3 separate regions of the Gossypium hirsutum genome follow, and regions 1 and 3 are each linked to region 2. The links are chromatin contacts, called in public Hi-C maps. All regions are on one chromosome and are shown on one strand. The core of a region is the stretch at or near the end of the contact, and the rest is flanking DNA. Distances in the headings are between cores, read along the strand shown. Region 1 holds the start of LOC107943783 (probable mannitol dehydrogenase). Region 2 holds the start of LOC107901845 (L-type lectin-domain containing receptor kinase IX.1). Region 3 holds the start of LOC107901902 (organellar oligopeptidase A, chloroplastic/mitochondrial).

Region 1 (4,694 bases), core at 459-2,958, 370 kb after region 2:
TTATTAATAACTACAAGAATATATATTTACAATTTTTATATTTAATTTCGCTAATTCATATAAATTTTTTAAAGTTAATATCTAATAAAGTTAATTCTAATTGTTATAAATATCTATATTATTCATAAATTTGAAATTTAATTAATATATTTTTATTTTTAAAATATATTTATTTTAATTTTTAGATTTCAAAATTCAAGTTCAACGTCAATAATGTTAATTTATTTTATGTTAAATTTTTTAGTATGATATTTTGTAATAAAAAAATATTCAATTAGTAATTATGTAAATAAAAAAGATATTGTAATTAACTTAAATTTAACAAAATAATTTTAACAATTAAATCTAAATTTAAAATTTTAAAAATTAAAAAAATTAAATTACTAAAAATAAAAATATAAAAACTAAATTTCAAATTTTTAACTATAATATACTTTAACATTGTTGTAGCTTCTATCCATTGATTTCTTCCGGTATGGCGGCCTTTTGTTAGATTATTGTTGTGGTTGGCATGCATACACATGTATAATATTAAAAACAATTTCAAATAGACACATATATTTTTCACCAAAAACATGAGTTTGTTGCATATAATCTAGAATCAATATCAAATATATTTTTTATACATATTGAAGATAAAATGGAGTCACAATTTGAATTTGTGTAAAATAATATCAAATATATTATTTTTATTATCTAAATTTTTGTACTTGTATACTCCCACCGGAACTCGTCGGATGGTAATACTTTCATCATGCATTATCGAAAACTCAAACCCAACTATTGTTTTTGTAAAATTTAAAAGAAGTTGTTTTAATAATAAGTTTCAAATTTTTTATAAAAATAACAGTTTTCATAAGTGATTAAAAAATTAATGGCAACTTGATGACTTTTAATTTTCTTTAATATTTAATTTTTTTAAAGATATATATATTTTCTTTAAAGGTGAATTCATTAATTCATTTAATAGATGAAATCATACAATTGAGAGAAAAAAATAACAAACACTCGCTGGCTTTAGTCTTAACATCAATAAAATATTATGACACGTTACAATTGATTTTGTCACAACCCAAGCACAACATATTTGGAGTAATTGCAAGTACTTAATACGATAAGGAAATCAATCCCGGATGGTCTAAAAGGGCGAGAAAAAATCAACAAAAAAATTGAGCAATCACTAAACTAGAGAAGACAACAAGAAAATCATCCCTAACATCACTTGTAAAACTAAGCTTACATGCATAAGCAAAACTAAAAAACGTGCTATAAAGCAGACAAAAACTTCTAAAATTGAAAACTTATTAAACAATGAAAAACAAACAAAGAACATATAAAACTTAAGACAACACAGGTCCACATTGATACGTGAAATCATTTATTATTCTAAAATACTCTCAAAATATAAACAAATTAAGAAATTGATGAAGAGTTACCCACTTTCCAAGAAAAACTATTGGTGGCCAGCGGAATTTTAGCTAATAACAGACACCATCATCTATCTATCACAACTTGTGAAACAACAAAAATATTTACAAAATAGATCAATAAACTGAAAAGAAAGAAGATATATGTAGAGAATAAGAAGAAAAAGAAAAATAGAATTGATGAGAGAAGAAAAAAGCGAACGATAGCCAATCCGAGGGTTGAAACTGTTGCTAAACAAAACAAAAGATAAGAAGCAACGAGTTGGAGTAAATTTTCTTTTTAAGTTGAAAGCAAATTGAAAACGGAAGGTAGAAAAAAAAAACCTACATGTTTCTTGGTAGCTTTTGTGACTTGTGAGCCGAGAAAGTTTTAAATTTTGAACTTACTTTTCAATTCATTGCCAACATTTTCCAGTTATATGGTCAGCCAACATGTAAGCATAGCCTCCCAAAACCCCGCTATAAAGACCTTCTCTTCCCCATACTACTAAACATTAGTTTATCATTTTTTAATACCATTTGTTTTGTTCTTTAAGACTCGAAGAGACTAAACAATTACACGTCCGACCATGTCAAGATTGCCAGAAGAAGAACACCCAAACAAGGCTTTTGGATGGGCGGCCAGAGACACTTCCGGTGTTCTCTCTCCATTCAAATTTTCAAGAAGGTTTTTCCTTTTCTTTCTTTTTTATTTGATCATGTTTGATCTTCTTCCAAGTCTATTTGTGTCGTTGTTGATTGATAAATATCATGTGGATTTGCAGGGCAGCAGGAGAGAAAGATGTTTCTTTCAAGGTGCTTTATTGTGGGATATGTCATACCGATCTTCATAATGCCAAGAACGAATGGGGCAAGACCTTATACCCTCTTGTCCCTGGGTATAATATTATCTCCATCAATTCATCTCTTTGTTTATGGCAAACAAATATAGAGATTTAAAACAAACATATTGGATGCAGGCATGAGATTGTAGGGGAAGTGACAGAGGTGGGAAGTAAGGTACAAAAGTTCAAAGTTGGAGACAAAGTTGGAGTAGGGTGCATGGTTGGCTCCTGCCATTCATGCGATAGCTGCACCAACAATCTTGAGAATTATTGCCCCAAATTGATAGCTACCTATGGAGGGAAGTACTATGACGGAACTGTTACATATGGGGGTTTTTCTGACACTATGGTGGTGGATGAGCACTTTATCATCCGCATTCCTCACAACCTGCCTCTTGATGCCGCCGCCCCCCTTCTTTGCGCCGGAATCACAGTGTATAGTCCATTGAGATTTTATGGACTCGATAAGCCTGATTTGCATATTGGAGTTGTTGGATTGGGAGGACTAGGCCATTTGGCTGTTAAATTTGCCAAGGCTATGGGGGCCAAAGTTACAGTCATTAGCACTTCTATAAACAAGAAGAAAGCAGCTTTGGAAAATCTCGGTGCTGATTCATTTTTTGTCAGCCGAGACCAAGATCAGCTTCAGGTTTAGTTTCGACAACCTTTTCTTTTTTCTTTTAATATTTTGTCAACAATGAAATTTTCTAAATTCAACACACATTTATATATATATGTTTATTGTGTTTAGGCTGCTAATGGTACATTGGATGGCATCATCGATACAGTATCTGCTCAACATCCCTTGCTGCCTTTGCTTGGGTTGTTGAAGACTCACGGGAAGCTTGTTCTTGTCGGTGCTCCAGAGAAACCACTTGAGCTACCAGCCTTTCCATTGCTCCAAGGTAAGAGTTTATGGTGAATATATGCTCTCCAAGAATGAATGAGGCTCGACTTCACTGCATGTATATTCAAATAATACTGAAGTTATTTTTACATAAAAACTGGCAGGGAGGAAGATAATAGGAGGAAGTTTGATTGGAGGGATAAGGGAGACTCAAGAGATGATTGATTACGCAGCAAAACAAAGCATAAAACCAGACATTGAAATTATACCTATCGATTATGTGAACACTGCCATGGAACGCCTTCTCAAAGCGGATGTCAAATATCGATTTGTCATTGATATTGGTAACATGTTGAAGCCCACCTCTTAAAGCTCTGCTTCCTATATGTTATTACACAACAAAATGGCAACGCCAGTCCAATATTCTTACTTTCTTGTAATACTTTTGGTTTTTATATGTTCTTCACGTGGCCTTCATAAATGGATCATAATGTTATCCAATGCGATTAACTAAAATGAACGTAAACTCTAATAAACCGATTTTGGTGTGATTCAATTATGACTATTACTTTTATCGTCTATATTTGGATAGTTGAACATTTATTTGTATATTAAAATAAAAGTCCAGACATGAAGCATTCTGCACTCATTATTCATGGATTGTTTTAAGCATAGCATACCAAAGTCTGTTTAAGCAAACGATATTCAATCACGAAACTACTGCGACATCCGAGCATTTTAAAACAACGGATTAGTGATTTTCAACTTGAAGGCTTGGTGGCAGCCAAGGTGTTTCCAATGTCAATTACAAATCTGTATCTGACATCAGCCTTTTCAAGTCTCTCCATCGCTTTATTTACATAATCCATGGATATAACTTCAATATCTACTTTTATGTTGTGTTTCGTTGCGAAATCAATTATTTCGTATGTCTCCTTCATTCCTCCGATACCACTTCCAGACATCGTCTTCCTTCCTGTTTTTTATCACAAATATATAAATTACTTAGCTTTATACTCGAATTCAAACTCCAAGACTATTGTTTATTAAATGCTTTTTTCTGCTTACCTATAATCAACGAAAAGACAGGTAACTCGAGTGGCTCGTAGGGTGCACCAACCATAATAAGTTTCCCATTGGATTTTAGAAGACCAAGCAGTGGCATAATTGGATGAGTAGCAGAGACTGTCTATAATTCCATCAAAAGTACCCATGGCAGCCTGCTCCAACCGGAAAAGTAAAATCATTTCCAAAATTTCTTTTAGTAAAAGGAGTAAGTGCACACAGTTACCTGTAGTTCGTCCTGATCACGGCTTACCAAAAAAGAGTCAGCACCGAGATGTTCCAAGGCTCCAGTCTTCTTACTAGGAGAAGTGCTAAGTAACAGCAACATGACCAAGGCCAACAATGCCAATATGCTTTCCAGGTTCACCTAATCCGAAGTATTTCAAAGGACTGTAAACAGTGATTCCAGCACAAAGCAAACGTGCTGCAGAGTCAAGGGGCATGCCGTCAGGGATAGAACAACGAAGCGTTCATTGGCGACTATTGAATCTGAATAGCCTCCATAAGTTATGGTTCCATCTTAGTAAATAC
Region 2 (4,976 bases), core at 1,791-4,290:
ATGGCAAACTACACAAACTCTTTATCATTGCAATCTATCCTTCAGAAGGACAAGTTGAATGGCTTGAACTTCATTGACTAGTTTCGTGACTTAAGGATTTTCTTCAATGAAAAATAATATATATAATAAATATAAGATTCAACCTTCTTAAGAAAGAGAAGGAATTGATATTAGACTAAAGTAATCATCACTTACTCTTTATTAGGCTAAATTGGAAAGATTAGATTCAACGGAAAACTTGAGAAGATGGAGGGAAAATGACTATAGAAATAAAAATAAAGAAAAGATTAGTATAATATTATGTATCAAATTGTAAAAGATAGAAGAAATGGTGATAGAGGTTTAGTTATAACCAAAGAAAAGAAGAGAGGATGAGGAAGGAAAAAATAGATGGCAACGTGGCAGAGGCGAAAGTTCAGCGGTAGAGTAAAGAAAGAGAAAGGGAAAGGCGACGGTGCAAGGTTGGTTGAGGTGGTGCAAACGGTGGCAAATGGTGGTTGAAGTGGCGACAAGAACAAAATGTGGTGGCACAAGAGGTGGATGACAGAAAAATAGAGAGATAAGAGAAAAGATGAAGAAGAAAAAAAAATGAATTATTGTTTTCCTTAGCTACTAGGGACGAGTAGCAATAGTCAAAGGGGAGTAGAAATGGAATGTAAGGGAATCTAGGAAAAGAAAAGGAAAGATGGGGAACAAAGGGAGTGAAAAGGGGAGTAAACATGGAAGAAATGCAGAAAAAATGGAAGGAAAGAATCTTATGCATAAGGCAACTATTTTAGCCGATAAGGGGGTTAACCAATGAGGTGTGCCAAAATTTAAAAAAAATGTAGAAGAAAGGACTCCAACTTGGGTCGCTAGGATAGCTATGCTTGTTTTTAACCAATAAGCTAGATACTCAATCTTGTTTAAAAGCTAATGATAACTAAATAAAAATGGGGTGTGACACAATTACTATCAAATAGTAATTAAGTCATTTATCACAAAGACAAATGATCCGTGGTCATGTTTACTTTTCATCTATCATGTAATGCTGATGAGAGGATATATCATTTACCCTTTAGTTGGGCTATGAATTCCACTATTATGAATGATGTTACATACAACATAAGTTATATACCCAACGCACCAACTTTCGATTCCTTATCTATTTGAACTCAGACTTCTTACTTACATTAAAGTATACGAGTCACGCATATATAGTCCATCATCCATTCAGGATTAAGGTATGCCACACTATGAACGTCACAAGTGAATTAATCCATAAATGGATCTAGAATCTATTCTACTTGGATCTTATCCGATGTACTGTTAGTCCAGATAGTCACATTTATGTCTCTATCTTCTGGGAGTCATCCGTTTCGATGTTCAAGACAAAGCATCTCCCCAATTGGACTTGATAGACGACATATTAGTTTTTCAATTGGTTTGCTCATTTTCAATTAGACTAAGGACATGTTTATGTTCATCTACTAATACAAGTTGTCTTTTCGTATTACGATATGACCACATAATACCGCTTAGTATTTGAACATGGGATGACCAATGAGCCAATATTTGCTTTCATTTTACTTAGTGTGCAAAAACATTGATGACAATATATAAAGGGTATTAATGTAATTAATGAATATTTTATTAAACCAATTTTTTTGAAAAATAAAAGTGTACATAAGACGAAAATACTATATTTAAGACACTAGATCTAACAATCTCCCCATAGGTGGGTCAAGAATAAGTTGGTCAAGTGGTCTACCACTATAGATCTAGGTAGAGCGGTAATTAGGCACACTGTCAATTACTTTATATGGGACATGATAGTTTGTGTTAGAAGTGACAATTAATGAGTGAGGTCCACCTGAGTATAGAGTTGAGGAATGACTACAAGGGGTTTACTTAAAAGGTTGTCCTTGAAGAGTTGTCCAAAAAGTGTCTCCGAGAGGTGGAGGTATAACAACCCATATCATGGGTGTGTCATATATCTTGTTATATTAATATTATTATATTTTTAAATAAAAAATGTTTAATTAAAATTTTAAACCAAGAAATGCAAGGAAATAATTTTAGTTTCTAAATGAAGATATTGCTTCTGGCATACATGGTTTTAGACTTTAGAGGCACTTTGTTTCTTATTTTCAAATTCATGTGTTAAAAGATTCAACGATTCGCTAGTAAATCGCACAATTAATTTACATGATTATAGTCTTGAAAGAAAACGGTTCCAAAAGACTTAATCGTGTACCAAAAATTCAAGTGTAGATCTGTCAGCCAGTTTGATTAGGGTGATAATGATTTTTACTAGATCCAGTTGGATTTGAATTCGATTTAAATAATTTAAAAATATTTTTTAAATTTAAATTTAATTAAAGAAATATAAAATATAAAATTATTATTTTTTAATAATAAAATAAATTTTTTGAACGAATTCAACTTGAGTTTGATTTTTTTCTTTGAAATTAGAGTTAATTTTTATTTTTAATATTTTTTATTAAAATATTTGTCTTTCGGGTTTTATAAATGAAAAGTAAATAATTTTAAAATTTATCATAATTTCTTAACAAATATTTTTATTTATTTTTAATAGATATTTTCCCCTTGGTTTGGCTATAACAAAATAAAATAAAGTTAATCTATTAAATTAAACTGAAAAATAAAATGCTAACTTTTAAAGTGACAAAAGATTTCTATCAGAGAAAAAGTATCATGAATGTTCAGTATTAAAAGTTAGATTATATTTTACCTTTTTTTATTAAAAAATAAATATATTAGTAATATATATTAGATTAAAGTATAAACTGATAATTCAATTAAAAATTTATTTATTTTTATTGTTCGAACGTGGTTTATGTATGGTAGCATAAGCTATCCATCAGTCAATGTTGGCGTCGATTCTGGGCATAGCATAGCCGGTACGTCTCGAACATCATGACTTTGTTAATTCCGCATTGCCCACCGGAGTCCATACGACGACTTTGACTTAAGTCTTTTTATGCTCATTTTCAATTCTTTTATGGTTCCATGCCAAGTAAAAAATTGAAGCTTATAGCTATACTTGTATGTGCCCTTGACATACAAGTTCCAGTAAGATATCCATCTATTTGGCATCTCTCACACTGCTATGGCCAACCATTCGTGTTGCTTATGGAGTTTTCTTCCCTTCGTTTCCTTCCTGTTCCTTTTTCCTTGTGTTAACTCAGTTCACTTTAAGATACCTCGTTTTAACCCTGAGGCAACCAGCATTCTCTACGAAGGGGATGCGAGACCTTTTGTTGGTTATGTTGAATTTAACGACATATCTTATCTGTGTCGGGTTGGTCGAGTTTCGTATTCTCGAGATGTTCCAATCTGGGATTCTCGTACTAACCAGGTTGCCGATTTTACCACTCGTTTCTCCTTCAACATAGACACCCATGGCAAAACTCTGTCAGACTATGCAGCTGGGCTTGCTTTCTTTCTTGCTCCTGTTGGGTTTGAAATCCCACCCAATTCTGCAGGTGGGTTCCTTGGCTTATTTAACACCACAACAAGCGATTCATCTCGGAACCAGATTGTTCTGGTCGAGTTCGACACTTACTCCAACTCTGAATGGGATCCTCCGGTTCAGCATATTGGGATCAACACCAATTCAATTGCTTCAGCTAAGTACACTACTTGGAATTTCAGTTTGTACGATGGAAAAACTGCCGATGCATGGATTTCTTACAATGCCACTGCTCAGATTTTGAGCGTGACATTGAACTACAAGAACACAAGTATTTCTAAAAGGGATTTCACTCTTTCCCATCATGTTGATCTCAAGGAAATCTTACCAGAGAGGGTCAAGGTTGGAATTTCAGCTGCTACGAGTCATAAGTCAGAGCGGCATCGACTTCTATCATGGGAATTCAGCTCAAGTTTAGAAATAAAGACAACTGATGAGGGAAAGAAGAGAAAGAGGAACAAAATGATAGTAGTACTTGTAGTTCTGCTGAGCATTTTAATGATTGTTGTCACCATATCATTCGTGTTTTTTCGGAGATGGAAGAAGATGAAAGAAGAAAGAGAAGAGAGAGTAAACTTAACTTCCATCAATGACGACCTAGAAAGAGGAGCAGGGCCAAGAAGGTTTTCTTACAACGATCTTGTTGTAGCTACCAACAACTTCTCAAACCAGAGAAAGTTGGGTGAAGGAGGATTTGGAGCTGTCTTCAAAGGGTATTTCAATGATTCAGATACCACGGTTGCTGTCAAGAAAATTGCAAGGGGCTCAAGACAAGGGAGAAAGGAATACATTACTGAAATCAAGATCATTAGTCGGTTGAGACATCGAAATCTAGTGCAACTCTTAGGTTGGTGCCATGATGGAGGTGAATTTCTTCTAGTCTATGACTTCATGCCAAATGGTAGCCTGGACAGCCACCTGTTCGGCAAGAAGACTCCTATCAATTGGCCCTGTAGGTACAAAATAGCCCGAGGCTTGGCCTCTGCATTGCTATATCTTCATGAAGAGTGGGAGCAATGTGTGGTTCACCGAGACATCAAATCCAGCAATGTAATGCTAGATTCTAGCTTTAATGTTAAGCTTGGTGACTTTGGGTTAGCTCGGTTAATGGACCATGAACTAGGACCTTTGACAACAGGATTGGCAGGAACATTAGGCTACATGGCCCCGGAATATATAAGAACCGGCAGGGCAAGTAAGGCATCAGATGTGTACAGCTTCGGGATAGTTGCCTTGGAAATTGCTACAGGGAGAAGGTCAGTTGATCCAATCGAAGAAAACTCACAAATTGGTTTGGTAGAGTGGGTTTGGCATCTTTATGGAACTGGGAACCTACTTTCAGTTGTTGATGAAAGGTTGCATGCAGAGTTTGATGAAGAACAAATAGAGTGTCTAATGATTGTTGGATTGTGGTGTGCTCACCCTGATAGCAGTCTAAGGCCCTCAATCCGACAAGCAATTCAGGTTCTCGATTTTGATGTGGCACTGCCAAATCTTCCAC
Region 3 (4,874 bases), core at 1,303-3,802, 340 kb before region 2:
TTGAGCTTTCAAGGATCAAGAACAAAAAACTATTATACAAAACAAGTCCTTATCACATATGCATATTCTGTGGAGAAAGTTCATTTTCTACCCTACACGAAACTATTTCTTGCATAATACCTTGGACAGCAGCATTCCAGGAAGCACTCCGAAGCTTTTCTAATAGTTCCTCAGCTTTATCAACAGTAGCCATTTTGGTTGCCATGCTTACCTGATCAAATAGAGTCAGCTTATGAAAAGGATGCATTCTTGTAGATACAAAGGATTCATACCTCAGCATAGTTATTGTAATTGAGAAGCCTAGCCTTTTCCATCCGAAGCTTCAATATCTGATTGATGATTGGTGTATTATCCAAATCACCAGTCGATGCTCGAGTTATATTAGCACGGTAGACTTCCTCACGCAAAGCACGGTTACGTGCATGTTGCATAACAGCAAACAAACATGGAGCATCCAATGTAATCATCCATGGCCCGTGCTCAGCGGTAGCATTTTCGTGCCCCTAGGTGAAAAGAAATAATATACATGGCAGGAAACAGAAACTTTAGACTTGACAATAGAAACCATAGAATGGGAAAATACACTGAATATTGGAAAAGCGTACCTTAGACACTGCTGTTTGTGCAGCTAACCCAAGAGATGTTGCAGGCAAACCCTCAATTTCTTTCTTATCTGTTATTAGCTTTTCAAATTTCTTTGTGGCATCCAAAACATTCTCGCTAAATTTGTGAGACAGCCTCTCCAGCTCCTGTGAATCAGCTCACAGTAACTAGATTAGAATAGCCAAAATGAATGAATATGACATGATTGATCATAAATATTTACATGATTATTTTCAGAGTCCCATCCTTGCTAAACTTTACAGGAGGAATTTGCTTACAAGATGGGAAAAAGAATGCTAAGAGACCAGGTACCAAGAACTTCAAAAGGAACTACTGTTAACTACTTGCTCCTTGTTTTACTTGGCACAGAAATTGGCTTCAAAAGATAACAATAGTAAGGTATTATGACACCTAGTAAATTTCTGTTTAACTTCAAAACTAAATATTAACAAACCTGTTCAATTTTGTTAAACTGTTCTCGTTTATCGTCTTCAAGTGAAACACCATTAAGAACAGCTTCCTTAATCTGGGCTGCACACGTTTACAGAAATAAAAAGATTTATTGGGTCTAACACTGATAGAAATTAAAAGGAACGGAGCAAAAACAAATAAATTACACTTTAGCAGTCAATTACACCAAAATGAAATAGGAACAACAATTCCCTAACTTATTTGACATATAGATATATAAATAAAGATTCTTACTTTCCACAATACGTTTGCGAGCTTCATTTAGTGATTTCCAATCAGGAGATTCTTGAATAGCCTTGAATGCATTGTAGATGGGTTTACTTTGTCCAACTCTTAGTTGGAACTTCACTTTTTCTGGCTGTAAAGAAAAACTAAGCATAATAAGGGCCAAAAAGTTGGTTTAAAAGAGACTACACAGTACCGCATATTTAACTAAGGTACAGAAACAATAGGATTGATTTGAACAAGACTTCCAATCAATTTGCTTGAAAAGAAATAAGAATACCACTATTCTGGAGTCTCTAGAAAACAAACTAAGCGCCTAGTATATCATGTGAGCCTATATCATGAGTTATGCCAAAAAAAATAAAATCATAAACATAAAAATCATGACTTCATCTAAGGGAAGAACGTGATAGATAATAGATGTCTAAAAGATTCATGCTAAATATTTTGAAGATTTCACCCCAAGATTCCTACACAATTTTCTTAATGAAATTCTTATACATATTGTACATTGAATAATTGAGCTATCTGTTAAAAAAGAACACAACAACAAGAATGTACCTGGACTTCTTCAATGGCAGCACGGAGCTCAGCTGTATCTTTAACAGCCTTAAGATGATTAACTATTCCCCACACAACAGTCAACCGATCAACAATCTTTTCCAATGGCTCCACCAACTTCGGCCACGAAGGCTCTACTGTCTTCTCCAATTCATCCAAATCACTCTCCTACTCAACAAACATAATTATATCAAAACCATATACAAAAATCCAAAAAACCCATATACCAAAACATGATCTCCACAAAGAAAAGATCAGAACAACCAAAATTTTGAATTTTCAAACAAGGCCAGTGAATGATCCAAAAAAATAAAAAATAAAAAAGATACCGAGCACTAAAAAAAAGAAACTCAAAAGTCAGAATCGGAAACAGTCCAAAAGATCAAAAGGGCATACGAGTTTCTTCAACAAGGCACGAATCCCAGGCCTAACATGCTTGGCTTCAACAAAATCAAAAGGAGGAAAGTCAAAATCTTGCAAGAGAGGATTAGACTCAATGTTGTCATCAACAGAAGCTGAAGAAGCCATTGAAGGAAGAGAGAGAAAAGAGCAAGCAGAAAACAAATAAGAGGCAGATAGAGAATGAGAAGAGTGATGAAAACTTGAGACGGGGACAGATGGAGAAAGAATATGAACAGCAAGGAGAAATGTGGAAACTAAAGCACAAACTCTGGGGTAAATGGGGAGAAGATGAAGAGAAAAGGTGATTCTTTTATTTATTAAAATGGCTAAAAGGCCAAGAGGTTAGACTGAAAGCCCAAACAAGGGGGCATGGCCCAATTTGATCTCTTAGGAAAATTGCATCCTAACCATTAGGGGCATTGGAAAAATTTTTAAAAAAAAATGAGAAAAAACTAAAAGATATTATTAGGATGGAATAAAGTAGGATTTAATGAAAATTCGATAATAGTAAAATAGAAATGTAATAGTTTTGTGTCTTAATTTATTAATTTAAGGAAAATGCAAATAATAGGTTTAAATGATGATCTTATTTTAAAATAAAAATTGGTATGTTATGCTTCATGCTTAGCATTAGGTTAATTGTTTTTAGATTATATTTCAAGTTTATGTAATCTTTGCCTTTTTAGAATTTAATCTTCATATTTTTATTTTTAAGAATTTAGTCTTTTTATTTTTTAAATTTAAAAATTCAGGTCCAATATTAACACCATTAAAATTATTATATTAAATTTTCTGGTGTGACATTCTAAAATAATAATAAAAAATATACTAATTCGATACTCAAGTCACAAAAATGGTGTTGCAATGGACTTGAATTTAACAAAAAAAAACTTTAACAATGTTAACAATTCTTTAAATTTACGTCGGCTTTTTAATTTAGAATAAAATGTTTAGACTAACTAATGGCATTATAAACATCGAAGTACCAAATTATGTATAAAATTAAAATATAAATATCAAACATTAAATTTGAACATTTTTGTATAATTAAAAAGTAGAGGACTACAATTGAAATTTAACCATTATTGTTAGTAATGAAAAAAAAGGACAGGTGTCAAAGGACTGAAATTGAGATTTGACCATTTTGTAACTAAAAAGTAGAGGGACCACCATTGAAAATTTATCATTATTGTTAATAATGTAAAAAAAAAGAGTAAGGGCGGGTGTCTTCCTTTTAGTATAGATAATATATTATTGAAAATTTTAAAAATTTTATATTCGTTAGTATATAAAATTACCATGATAAATTATTTTGAAACTTTTCATATAATTTAAAAAATAATACTAAAATAACATTGGAGATTTGAGCATTTAGGGAACCAATTGGTGCTCATTATTTCTTATTGTTTGTTAGTGTTTCTTATAGAAAAAGCGCAATGCTTTTATTTTTAAAGAAGAGAATAGTAGCTGCAAAGAGGTTTCAGTGAGGAGTTTGTCTTGAACAAGAAGCTTATCTCAACCGGGAGCTATTAATTCCACGTTGGCGTACCAATGGAGATGGATGGATTAAACTCAATTATTGGTTCAGGCATTTCAGCCATTGGTGGTGTTTTGCGTGATGCAAATGCTGGTTGGGTTGTTGATATGCTAAGATATTAGGCAAAAGGCAAAAGCAAGGGCGCTGTTGGACTGTTAATTGAAAGGTTATCGGAGGGTTGTAGCTGTGAGTGATAAGTATATGCAATCAACAAGCTGCCAGTAATGGAATAGCTAAGATCAAACTTATCCATGAGTTAACTACACATCTTGGACGATTAGTTTAGATTTCAGAATGTATATATTATGATTCCCTCTTTAACAATATTCAAATTAAACTCAAGTTAGGATATAACTGGTGAGCTTGGGAAATCAAAAGCATTAATGAAATTGCATATAAATAACGACTCTTCTTGAAAACATCAGAGCGATACTTTCTCCGTAGGCGTGGGGTTATAACAAGCAAATTTGTTATTCACACATATGAACCTTGCATTTACCATAGAAATCAAATTCTAGACAGTAATATTATATCTCAAAGCAAAGTTCGATGTTTCATATCATAAATATGCATTCATATATGTATGTATACACATTTAGTGAAGATGCAAACCGAAGTTTTCTCATTAAGACCCTTGAAAGGTTAATTCACATTCTACACAATTTGGCCTGCTAGTAAAGTTTTATTCCTCGTCCGCCTCCACTACTAATAAATCTCATGCATACCTGTGTCCAAACATATGAATAATCAGCCAAAAAACATGACAAGACGAAGAAAAGAACCAAAATAACATGTCTTATTGCAAATATGGAAAACATAATTGGGTTTTTGATGTCAACTAATTTGCCTTATCAAGATTTAAGAGATGACTTAGCAAGGTGAAGTTAATAATATACCTTCGAGACAAGGCTGATATCTTAGTTCTTATACTTCATGGTTTCCTTATCGAACCCAATTGTGGGGAATTGCTTTGCATACTCCTCAACATCGTGGCGGAGTTTTGCAACCTCAGATTGAAAGTGAGCAGACTGCAGTGTGGCCACAAAGTCTTTCAACTTTGTCCCTGGATTACCCA

The links. A called contact is a pair of places that touch in the nucleus more often than the background predicts.
Region 1: a contact with region 2 is called in a Hi-C map of leaf, with 2.4 times the contacts expected there. The contact joins the promoter of LOC107943783 here to the promoter of LOC107901845 in region 2. A contact is called at or near these places in 3 of 34 Hi-C or Micro-C datasets (all in leaf).
Region 3: a Hi-C map of leaf shows a contact between it and region 2, with 1.8 times the contacts expected there. The contact joins the promoter of LOC107901902 here to the promoter of LOC107901845 in region 2. A contact is called at or near these places in 8 of 34 Hi-C or Micro-C datasets (callus, hypocotyl, leaf and 1 more).

What each region holds. Positions count from the first base shown.
Region 1 is chrA11:56,378,155-56,382,848 of Gossypium_hirsutum_v2.1, reverse strand. LOC107943783 (probable mannitol dehydrogenase) reads left to right here and starts at 1,708. Exons shown (of 6, transcript XM_041081990.1): 1 at 1,708-1,861; 2 at 1,964-2,094; 3 at 2,192-2,305; 4 at 2,387-2,900; 5 at 3,003-3,156; 6 at 3,263-3,654. The coding sequence starts at 1,997. The coding sequence ends at 3,468. It also overlaps the pseudogene LOC107943784.
Region 2 is chrA11:56,752,327-56,757,302 of Gossypium_hirsutum_v2.1, reverse strand. It overlaps LOC107901845 (L-type lectin-domain containing receptor kinase IX.1), which reads left to right and starts at 3,040. Exons shown (of 1, transcript XM_016828009.2): 1 at 3,040-4,976. The coding sequence starts at 3,113.
Region 3 is chrA11:57,096,016-57,100,889 of Gossypium_hirsutum_v2.1, reverse strand. It overlaps LOC107901902 (organellar oligopeptidase A, chloroplastic/mitochondrial), which reads right to left and starts at 2,552. Exons shown (of 17, transcript XM_016828077.2): 1 at 2,257-2,552; 2 at 1,861-2,028; 3 at 1,309-1,432; 4 at 1,058-1,134; 5 at 606-749; 6 at 273-503; 7 at 121-211. The coding sequence starts at 2,388. LOC107901893 (serine hydroxymethyltransferase 1, mitochondrial) reads right to left here. Exons shown (of 15, transcript XM_016828065.2): 14 at 4,696-4,862; 15 at 4,303-4,524. The coding sequence ends at 4,717.